2 separate regions of the Mus musculus genome follow, and region 1 is linked to region 2. Evidence: chromatin contacts called from public Micro-C data. All regions are on one chromosome and are shown on one strand. Each heading gives the region's core, a stretch centred on a gene start, on an enhancer-like site or on the middle of the called end of the contact. The rest is flanking DNA. Distances are from core to core; before and after follow the strand shown.

Region 1 (5,095 bases), core at 265-2,764, 190 kb after region 2:
CTTGATTTTTTATTCCAGCCTATGTCTAGTGTGATCCAAGTCAGCTTTCTAGAAGTAGGAAGTTCTCTTCACTTTCCACCCACTGCCAGTTCCAGCTTCCTGACCCCTGACTTCTGACCTCTCTGCCTGAAGGAAGAGTAGTTCTATTTTGATATCCTTAAGTAAAATCATAGCACCTAATCTATGTCTATGCCCAAGTGGTACATTTTTAGTAGCATAGTACAAGAAACGAGAGCTATATGTATACAAATGCTTTTCTGTTGTTTCTTATCCATATTCAAAACTAAAAAGACAGAAAAGGAATGAAGAAATTCAACAAAAACCTAAAGCTGAAGAAAGTATTTATGAGAGACTGCCTGTGTAATTTATGTTATTGTGACCATTAGGGTAACAACTGAAAGACTTAGCCACAGTGATAATTTGACTTTTTATTTTTGAGACAGAGTCTCTCATGTATTCTAGGCTGGTCTGGAACTTAATAATTAGTCACGGATGCCCTCTGCTGCCTCTCAGGAGCTGAGATGAAAGGCCTGTGCCACATGCGTGTCTAGTTTGTGCAGTGGTAGAGTTCAAGCACAGGGTTGCTCAGAAATGTGGCAAGCACTCTTCCAGTTGAGTGACATCCCTCGGCCCAGCATTTGACTTAAGGTAATGAGTAGCATTAAAGTTAGTATGGAGCTTTAATTATTATTTTTTTAATTTTGGCTAAGATTGACATTTTAATTAGAATCAAATGTATACAATTATAACACTACTTCAAAATAGATATATCCTATAACGTTAAAATAAATACTTTTTCTGTATTACTTTTTATAATCAATTTTTTCAGTTCTGCTTGGCTACAATTTTGTAATTCAGAAATAATTGAAACAATAAAACATAATTTTGTTTGTTTTTAAATAATTTTGAGGTCTTGTTCTTAATCTGGGCTAGCTTGAAAACTCACTGTGTAGCCCAGACTGGGCTCAGAATCTCAGTTACCCCCTTATCTGAGCTTCTCCTGTGCTGAGATGAGAGGTCTGAGTCACCACACCACACACCACACTCAGTGAAACACATCTTAGCAGCAAGTTAGAAGTGTGGACAGGCTGCTGAAATGCCCAGTTGGGAACGAAGTGAGTGGAAACGCTGAGACGCTGAGCCGAGGGAAGCAGGAAATGTGAAGCCATCTAAAGTTAACCCTTTCCTCAGTGGCAGGTATACAGAAGCTCATCTTTCTTACAGAGTTAGGCATCTATCTCAGCCTTCAAAAAATTGCTCTGTCTTCCCCAGGGACACCTGTTTTCCAAGAGAACAATTTTGAACAGTTTGGGTGGGAAAAGGAATGAGATAAGAACTCGTGCCTCCCCACCGGCTGCTAATACCACAGCCAGCCGGTCCAGACTGTGGTACGTTTCCTGAGCCCAAGGTTGCACCACTGCATTTATTTCAGCAGCTGTTTATTGACCATTTACTTGTGGAAGACACTGTGCTTAGTGTTGGCTACCTTTCACCAGAGCTCTCTTGTTCAGTTTTTGCCAGCAGTAGCCCTCCCCCACCTGCCCTCTGCCCCCTGCCCCATACCAGCACAGTTCTGTCCTATTGTGAAAACTCAGAATGACGTCTTCCCTATTTTATGGCTACAACTGTGCAGTTAGGGATTGTTAACTACAGTATAGTGCTATTGTAATTAAACTAAGTTTGTGACCCAGAATTAACTCCAGTAGCAAAGCCAGTCTTTAAAATTGCACATATGTAGCATTGCTTTGAATTGCAACTAAGTAATATACAGCATATTATTTTGAAACCAGGTGATGAGAACAACTCAAGAAGTCAGTCACATACCACCTTTATAAATTACTTGGTGAATGCAATGGTTTCTACATTTAAATTCTCTCCTCGCTACCTGCCTCTTTTGATTTGGCAGCATACACAGGTATTGGAACAGCAGTGTTAGTTAATATGTTTAGCCTTCTTCCATTGTGATTACGTATATAAAAAAAATGTAATGAAGAAATTGAGTTTAACTTGCTTAAAGGCTGAAAGGGAGTAAGAGTACTCTTGAATGACTTGGTACCCTGGATATATATATCATTTTTTATAAAGGATGAAACTGGTTGTGGTGAGGTCATTGGTTGTAGAAAAATGATTACCACATTGTGTTCCTAGGAGCCAGTAGGGAAATGCAGGAGTCCTACAGTTAAGGAACAGAAAGCTAAGCGTGGTGCTATGACCCTGCAGGCCCAGCACTCAAGAGTCTAAAGCTGGAGAGTTGAGATTCAAGGCCAGTTTGGGGTATGCGCTGTGTGTTCTGGAGTCATAGAGCAAGTCTTTACTCAGAGAAGGAGAGACATTGGACATAACTAGTATCAGACTCACTCACCATGTTGATATTTTAAATATCATCATCTCAGCTCATTCTCTCCCTCTCCCTCTCCCTCTCCCTCTCCCTCTCCCTCTCCCTCTCCCTCTCCCTCTCCCTCTCCCTCTCCCTCTCCCTCTCCCTCTCCCTCTCCCTCTCCCTCTCCCTCTCCCTCTCTCATACACACACACACACACACACACACACACACACCACGTTTTGGGGAAAGTGTTTACTAATAAACCTAATCCAACCCCTGTTTAAAGCCCTAACCCAACCCCCATTTAATGTGTTTTAGGAAAATAAGTTATTTTCTTAAAGGTCAGTATATTTACTGAAACAATTGTATCTTATGAAGTACTCTGTAGATTTTTGTCTTGTCTTGTTTAGGTGACCAGGTCTCTAGTTGTGAAGTCCTTTAGTGTGTTATTGTCCCTCTGCCCCTACCCCAGGAACCTTTAACTTGCTACTGTGGTTCAAATGGAGGAGGGGGAGGGGCAGGAGGAAAGAGAGAGATGACTGCATAAAGTGCAGTTTAACCTCAAGTTTCTATTAACTGCTTATGTAGAGGAGCAGAGTTGGGCAGCATCTTGAATTTGAAACCCTGATCTTTAAAGGCTCAGTAGTGGGAAGGATTGGCAGGAAGAGTCAAAAGATGACAGCCTTCTGGAGAGCAGCATATTTCAAACTATTTTGATCCAAATCAGAGTAAGAAATACGTTTTATTTTGTGTTATGACAATGAATACAAATGTAGGCATATGTATAAAATTGAAACAAAATTCAATGGAATATTTTTGCTACACATGGTGCTCACTGGTATTTCAAATACTATTCTGTTCTTTTCCCACCAAGCACTAGAAGTCTGAGGAGGAGGATTGCTGTGAATTTCAGCTACTCCAGACTACATAATGAGTATAAAGCCAGCCTGAAAGGGTTACATAATGAATCTCTGTCTCAAAAAACAAGACAGAAACAAAAACCACAAAACCTAAGAAAAAGAGCCAATTGTGTTTGCAACTCACCAAAAAGGTTTCACAAGTTATTACAACAGCTTTTTACCAGAAAGTTGGTGAGTGGACTAAGTAGTCAACTGGCTGGTTCACAACAGAAGCCAGTAAGTGGAGGCCAGTGGGGGGAGAAGGGCATTACTGAATATTTAATGTCTTTGTAGCATTGGCCAGTAATAATATCCACTCCTGTGGTGTATAGTGGCCTTTTTATTTTATTTGGGAACTAGGTTTGGGGAGGCAAGTAACACACTTAAAGCCACATAGATAGCAAAAGTCACATCCAGGATTTGAACCCATGTAGACTAGTCTTATGACTCTAAAGCCCATATAGCTTCTACCATATCCCTTTATCTCCCAGGTAACATTGCAATGTGTGTGTTAACCTCAGAAGAGAATTAGTGACATTTAGCCACCATTAGAATTTTATTGTGGAAAATAACAATAAAAAGCCCCATTAAACGTGAGCTGAGATAGGCAGAAACATTGACTAACAGTTAAATAGTGATAGACTGTATTGGCTTTCCAGAGAGCTTTAAGTCTTCATGCCTCTGCTCATCTGCAAGGTGGACGTAGTCTCCTTTGGGCTGAGATATATGGGCTCTCCTTGTTATAAGGTAAAGGGGATATCGAGGGGCTTTACCACTGCACCAGAGCAGATAACAAGGCAATTAGAACTGTTAAGTTGATGAAACACCAGACTGGGATGAACTATAACACGGTTTATGAAGAAATGAGATATTTTTACAGCAACTTTTGAGACCTAAAGGAGAAGGAAGGAGAAGGGAAATTGATAGTTAAATTTCAAGAGCCGATTTATTTGGCCTGGGAAATTATACTTGTAAGCAGTTTTTGAACCAGCTTCAGGATATTTTATCAGCTTTTTTTTAAAAAGTGGAAAATTATCAGTCTGTGGTGATAATTTAATTTCCTTTGTTAATAAAATAAATTTAAGTTGCATTTTTTTTTTTTACTTTTCATTTTTTTGAGCTGTAGCATGTGCTGAGTATCATCTAGTTTAACCTTACTCTCACTTTATAAATGATGAAGCCAAGACCTGCAAGGCATCAAGCAGTTTCCCCAACAGAAGAGCCACACCACTGGTTAAAAGTGGAACCACTGCCCTCTGTTGGCATCATTTCCGTCTGACCTGAGCAGGAACACTAATAACCTGGATGTGGAGTACTGTGCTCTTCCTGGAAGGTTCTGTCACATAAAATAACTCCATTTCTTTTCTTTCTTTCTTTCTTTCTTTCTTTCTTTTTTTTTTTGTTTGTAGCCTTTTTTTTAAGGCATTTTTTTTAGTAGATATTTTCTTCATTTACATTTCAAATGCTATCCCCAAAGCCCCCTATACCCCCCCCCCCACACGCCCTTCTCCCCAACCCACCCACTCCCGCTTCCTGGCCCTGGCATTCCCCTGTACTAGGGCATATGATCTTTGCAATACCAAGGGCCTCTCCTCCCATTGAAGGCCGAATAACTCCATTTCTAATACTTAACAGATGCAAAGAAACGCACGTTTTGCCAGGGTCACGCAGTAGGCTGTTTGAGCAGGGAATGGGCTGCTTGCTGTTTTCAAGCCAGAGCTCTGTTGATGCTGGCTGACGCTGCAGTGTCTGTGGTCCCGGTGTAAGGGAGCTGTGCCGCTCTCTTTTCTCATAAGCTCTGCAAGCGTGGCTAGAACACAGGAAAATGATTTACAATGATTTACCTATAAATTTTGGTTTTCTTATGCTTTATTG
Region 2 (5,373 bases), core at 158-2,657:
GCTCTTTGTGGCTGCATCCATGGTCTGCAAAGTAAATTGCAGAAAGCTCCGGAAGTCTGCCTACATCCTCATAGTGACTGTTTAAATCCATTACTTTCTTTTTTAATCAAATCAGTGTTGTGTCAAAATACACGGTTCTCGCCATGAATCTCCCCAGCTTGTTACAGGTCACCGGTTGCACCTTGAAAATGTTTGCTCTCCTAAGCATCTTCTCCTCAGCCTCCAGTTAAATTGCTCCACACCAAGCCTGATCATTTTTTTCTATATACACGGAATTCTAATTAATACAAACAAGATGGCAAAGGGAACAGGTACATTACAAAGAAGGGCGGTGGAAAGGCCCAGCTGACAGGCACACGGTGCCTGTTTTAAATAAGACGAGCATTTAACACAGAAAAAAATTATTCTAATTACATTCAGAAACTACAACCAAAAGCAAGCCTGAAAATCCTCTACCTCAGAAATGCTGTGAGATTTTTTTTCCTGCTTTAAGAAATATCTTATATGAAGCCACCGGAGGGCCGGTAAGGGAAATGGTAATTGTGTTTAAACAGCCAACATTTCACTAGCATAAAGTATTTGTACAAGCTTTTAAACATGGAGTTGAGCGCCAGAGGCTATCTTCATTGTTTAATGTATTAAGTAAATAAAAATGTATCTACGACGTGGACACACAATTAGTTTTGAGTTATTTATCCCGGAGTTTGTATGGCTTAGAAAAACTCCATCTTCTTGGGCTGTTGCTGTCCTAATGCGTTTAACTTCAGCCATCAGCTATGATTAAACACCTGCTGTTGTGGGGAAACAAAGCGCACTAATCCAATATGTATTTCTGACATCTTAAATATCACCCAGTCCCCCGACATCAGGTACAGCTTTTCGGCGGGATGGAATTCCACAGCATATTTTTCTAATTTATGGATGGACAATAAATCAAAATTAAGCCTTGGGCAATGAAATATACATCAGTGCAAAATGAACTGACTGCAAACGAGGGCCCTGCACAGCCTGGGGGAAAAGGATGCATTAATGGAATCCTAAGCTGCAACACTGTTTGGAATTAAGGAAGTTTATTTCGCATTTTGTCCCAATAAAAGCAAGATGCAAAGGCAGAAAAGGAGAAGCTTTGTAATTTTTATTTTTATTTTTTATTATACACAGCACTAAGACGAGCAGGGTTTCTGGTTTGTTTTGAAAGAAGAAAAGACATTGTTTTGGAATATTGGCATGTGGGTGGTTTAAAAACAATCCTCTATCTCCACTGTTTTTTCTTTTTCTTTTTTTCTTTTCAATATTCAAGGTTTGAAGTGGCTGGTGTTTTGCTTTTTTGGAAGACTAAACAAAGGCCAGTCAGTCTCTCTTCTGAGATACACCAGGAGGGAAGACAACCCATCCGTGCCAGATGGGGTGGGGTGGAGACTGTCCAGTGTGAAATAAGTCTCCTACAATTGACCTCGAGTGACTTGGAGAAGAGAGGTGACCCAGCGCTTTGTTCTCATCAAATCCCCCTGGAGCCTCATGTTTTGGGCCAGGCCTGGCTCTGTTCATCTCTCTGTTCACCCTAGACTCTTAAGATAAAGTTGGGGTTACACACTGGCTCATCCCTCACCCTGTTCCCCGCCAATCACCACCTGACTAGAACACAGCTTGCTAGGGCAGTCCTTACGTGTATCAAGTAAAGTGTTATGTGAATGCTAGGCTCTTAACAAACATCTCTTGAATTCTCATAACATCTCTGTAAACGGGACAAGGTACAAATACTATTCAAACATTAGGGATGGGGACTGGGGTCCATAGCCAAACTGAGAGCTTTGTGTGATGCTGCGATTGTGTGTGTGTGTGTGTGTGTGTGTGTGTGTGTGTGTGTAGGGAGTAGTGTGTGTAAGGGGTGGTGTTTGTGTGTGTGTATAGGGGTAGTGTGTGTGGGGGGGTGGTATGTATGTGGGGTGGTGGTGTTGGTGGTGTGTGTGTGTGTTGGTGAAAAATAGCATACCAGTATACCACTAAGTATATCCCCACCTTCCATTTTAGTTAATTAAAAAAAGTTATAAATATAATAAAAATCCAGACTTTGTTTGCAACACTGCACATTATCAAACAAAATAAAATAGAATCCTTTAACACTACCTTTACCATTATAATATCCTATGCTTTCCAAAATTCACAAATAAGACCTTCCCACTTACCAGACATCATGCAAAACTCTGAGGACTCAGTGCATACACACACACACACACACACACACACACACACACACACACAGAGTTGGGGCTCTCGCTTGTTGAGTTGAGTGTGGAGAACACTAACTTTGGAAGAACAATAGAAGAGTATGCAGAACGAGGGGCAAAGCACCCCTGCCTGAGTCAGTGTTCTCTCTAGACACAGTCCATACAATGGTCCCTAAAGGCAAGTTCCCCTGGTGTTTGACCCTCCTTTCCACCATGGCAGCTTTTGAGAATCTTAGGTTTGCAGACTAACACCTGGTCTTTTGAGCTTCCAGAGGCCCGTGTGTCTAGAGGACAGTTACATCTAAGAGTCCACAGCTAATTCTTTTTGTTCTGTCTCTTGGCTGAGACATTAGTCAGGGCTCGCATGTAGGTTATATATATTTTTTCTTCACAGTGAGGTGAAATTCAGATAGCATACATTAATCATTTGAAAGTGAACAATTTATTGGACTTTAGTATATTTATAATATTGCACACCACCATGTCTGTCTAATTCAAAAACATTTCATTACCTGGAAGGATACACTATTCCTGCTAAGTGGTGACATCCTATTTCCTATCCTGTCCCAAGTCCTGGCAACCATTAGTCTACTAGACTCTATAGACTGCTGTCTTCTCTATGTCATCTGAAGGAACCATGTTATCACGTAACCTGTGCTTCTGGCTTATCTCACTGAGCATAACGTAACATGTATCAGTACCTGCTCCCTTCTTAGGCTGAATAATATTCTATTGTATGACCTGTTTATTAATTAGGGACCATTACACTGTAATGGATTTAACTGCCAGCTTCCTCCACTGTTCCTGTCCTTGGATGCCATAAGTGTTTAGTCACCACAGCTTTCTCTCCTGGGTCTTTCTTGGTCTTTCCTTGGTTTTTAAGACATTGAGAGCTTTAAGAAATGCGGGGTAGGTGGCTTTTTTTTTGTCTCATAACCTTGATTTTTAAAATTTTGTTTATTTTATGTTTGTAAGTACACTGTCACTCTCTTTAGACACACCAGAAGAGGGCATCGGATCCCATTACAGATGGTTGTGAGCCACCATGTGGTTGCTGGGAATTGAACTCAAGACCTCTGGAAGAGCAGTCAGTGCTCTTAACCTCTGAGCCATCTCTCCAGCCCCTCATAGCTTTAATTTTTCTCACATCTGCACTGAAGTTTGGAGAAGAGGCCACAATACTGCAGGGCCTATGTTGTGGCTACAGCCCTATCTCTGGAGATGTTGACCTTGTCCGGGGGCCGGGGCCATTCATTCATTGCCAGGTTCTTAGTCTCCGCACACACTGCTCTCTGGAACGAGCCCCGCTCAGGAGTAGTGGTGAGATTGGTTTCCATTTTCCAGAGGGAAGAATACCTTCATACATCATTTGGAGTTCTTCTATGAGGATATCTTTGTGCCTTTCCCCTCATCTGTTTGTTCAATCATCTTTGCATAGCATGAACTCTTGAAAATGACTTCTATAGTTCATATTCTTTTAAGGTCATATTTCGCCCTGTCTGTCAGAGAAGTGACTGATCCAAAGACAGGCACTGCAGTGTGCTTTGGAGGAAAGGAGACCTTGGGCTTGATAAAGAAGATTGGAATCTACAAATGGAGAGGAGATGACTTGTGTACAATTCAGTAGCAAAGGAGCTTAGACAATAGTTTACTGAGAACAGACAGGACACACTCTGGCGTAATCTTTCAAAGGAGTCTATAAATATTTTTAGAGGGCTTGTCTGATTCAGAGCTGGGTTTCCTGATTCTACTTTCATTGAGGAATTTTAGAACTGGTGCAGTGGGTGTGGCGGCCCATATCTGCAATCACGGCACTCTGGAGGCTGAGGCAGGAGGACAATGAATAGAGAGCAGCCAAAGCCTGCTCAGTAAGATCCTGAACCAAAAAAAAAAAAAAAAAAAAAAAAAAAGATGAAGTGTTCCACACTTTGACACAGGGTAGGAAGGTTGTGAGATGCTAAAGTCAAATAGAAATAATCTGATACATTTAGAGAAAAGGGGTGCTCTATAAAGAAGCTATATTTAGGCCATTGCTGACTTCTTTATGGTAACAATAAAAGCCACAATGCAGCAAATAATATCTTCAAAGTACTTAGAGAAGAAAATTACAAAGACTGTGACTCCAGCTAAGTGATCACAGAAGATTGAAGGAGAAATAAAAATGTTTTTATACAAACACTTAAAACTCTCTCTCTCTTCCCGCCTCCGCCTCCCAATTTACCCCCTTTTTTTGTGAGCCAGAGTCTTGCTATGTGGCCCAGTCTGGCCTCAAACTCATAGTCCTCTTCTCTCCATCTCCAGGGTGCTGGTATTACAAGTTTATTCCATCCTGTCCAATTCTCAATTTTGCTTAAATTTATGTTCACTATTTTTAGAAAGTGACTTTAAGCTGGGCGTGGTGGAGCACGCCTTTAATCCCAGCACACGGGGAGGCAGAGGCAGGCGGATTTCTGTGTTCAAGGCCAGCCTGGTCTACAGAGTGAGTTCCAGGACAGCCAGGGCTATACAGAGGAACTCTGACTTGAAAAACCAAAAAAATAAACAAAAAATAAAAATAAAAAAGTGACTTTAAAGGTATGGTCACTGAAACTGATCTAGCTGCGGAACTCAAAGGGGAAGAAGAAAGTACAATTAACACCACAGAAAGCAAGAGAAAAGAGAAAAAGAAGAAGATAAAAGAAAATGATTAAAACCATTAGCTTGGGATCTGGAGAGATGGCTCAGTGGTTAAGAGCACTTACTGTTCTTCCAGAGTTCCTGAGTTCAATTCCCAGCAACCACATGGTGGCTCATGACCATCTGTAATGGGATCCAATGCCCTCTTCTGGTGTGTCTGAAGAGAGTGACAGTGTACTCACATACATAAAATAAATCTTTAAACAAATAAACAAGCAAAACAACAACAACAACAACAACAAAAACATTAGCCTGAGTCAGGAGAGTCAAAAGTTGAAACCCATAGCTTGGCTTCATAGTGAAAGTCTGTCTCAAAATGAAGAAAAAAATCTAAAGACGAAAATCAAAGAATAAGATAGTGGTGATATGTTCAAATATATTATAATCATAATGAGCATGTACACTCTTCCTAATCCTGATAATTTGACAAGATAGTAGGGGCAAGGGCTATGTTTGGTGGTAGAATGAT

Evidence for each region. Hi-C and Micro-C count contacts between places; a contact is called where the count stands out from the background.
Region 1: a Micro-C map of granulosa cells shows a contact between it and region 2, with 1.7 times the contacts expected there. The contact joins two enhancer-like sites. A contact is called at or near these places in 1 of 484 Hi-C or Micro-C datasets (granulosa cells), 3 of 115 datasets of contacts at active chromatin or transcription factors (embryonic fibroblasts and embryonic stem cells) and 3 of 9 other capture datasets (adipose tissue, liver and pancreatic islet).

What each region holds. Positions count from the first base shown.
Region 1 is chr13:94,805,452-94,810,546 of GRCm38.p6, forward strand. All of the region lies in intron 1 of Tbca (tubulin cofactor A), which reads left to right. Among named protein-coding and RNA genes, the nearest start is that of Tbca, 19 kb to the left of the region's middle. Within about 2 kb of position 1,515, at least 31 of the 459 cell types and tissues checked have an H3K27ac peak or open chromatin away from gene starts, as enhancers often do. A contact at or near this core is called in granulosa cells, where this site is marked.
Region 2 is chr13:94,618,269-94,623,641 of GRCm38.p6, forward strand. No RefSeq gene overlaps it. Among named protein-coding and RNA genes, the nearest start is that of Gm32305, 76 kb to the right of the region's middle. Within about 2 kb of position 1,408, at least 2 of the 459 cell types and tissues checked have an H3K27ac peak or open chromatin away from gene starts, as enhancers often do. A contact at or near this core is called in granulosa cells, where this site is marked.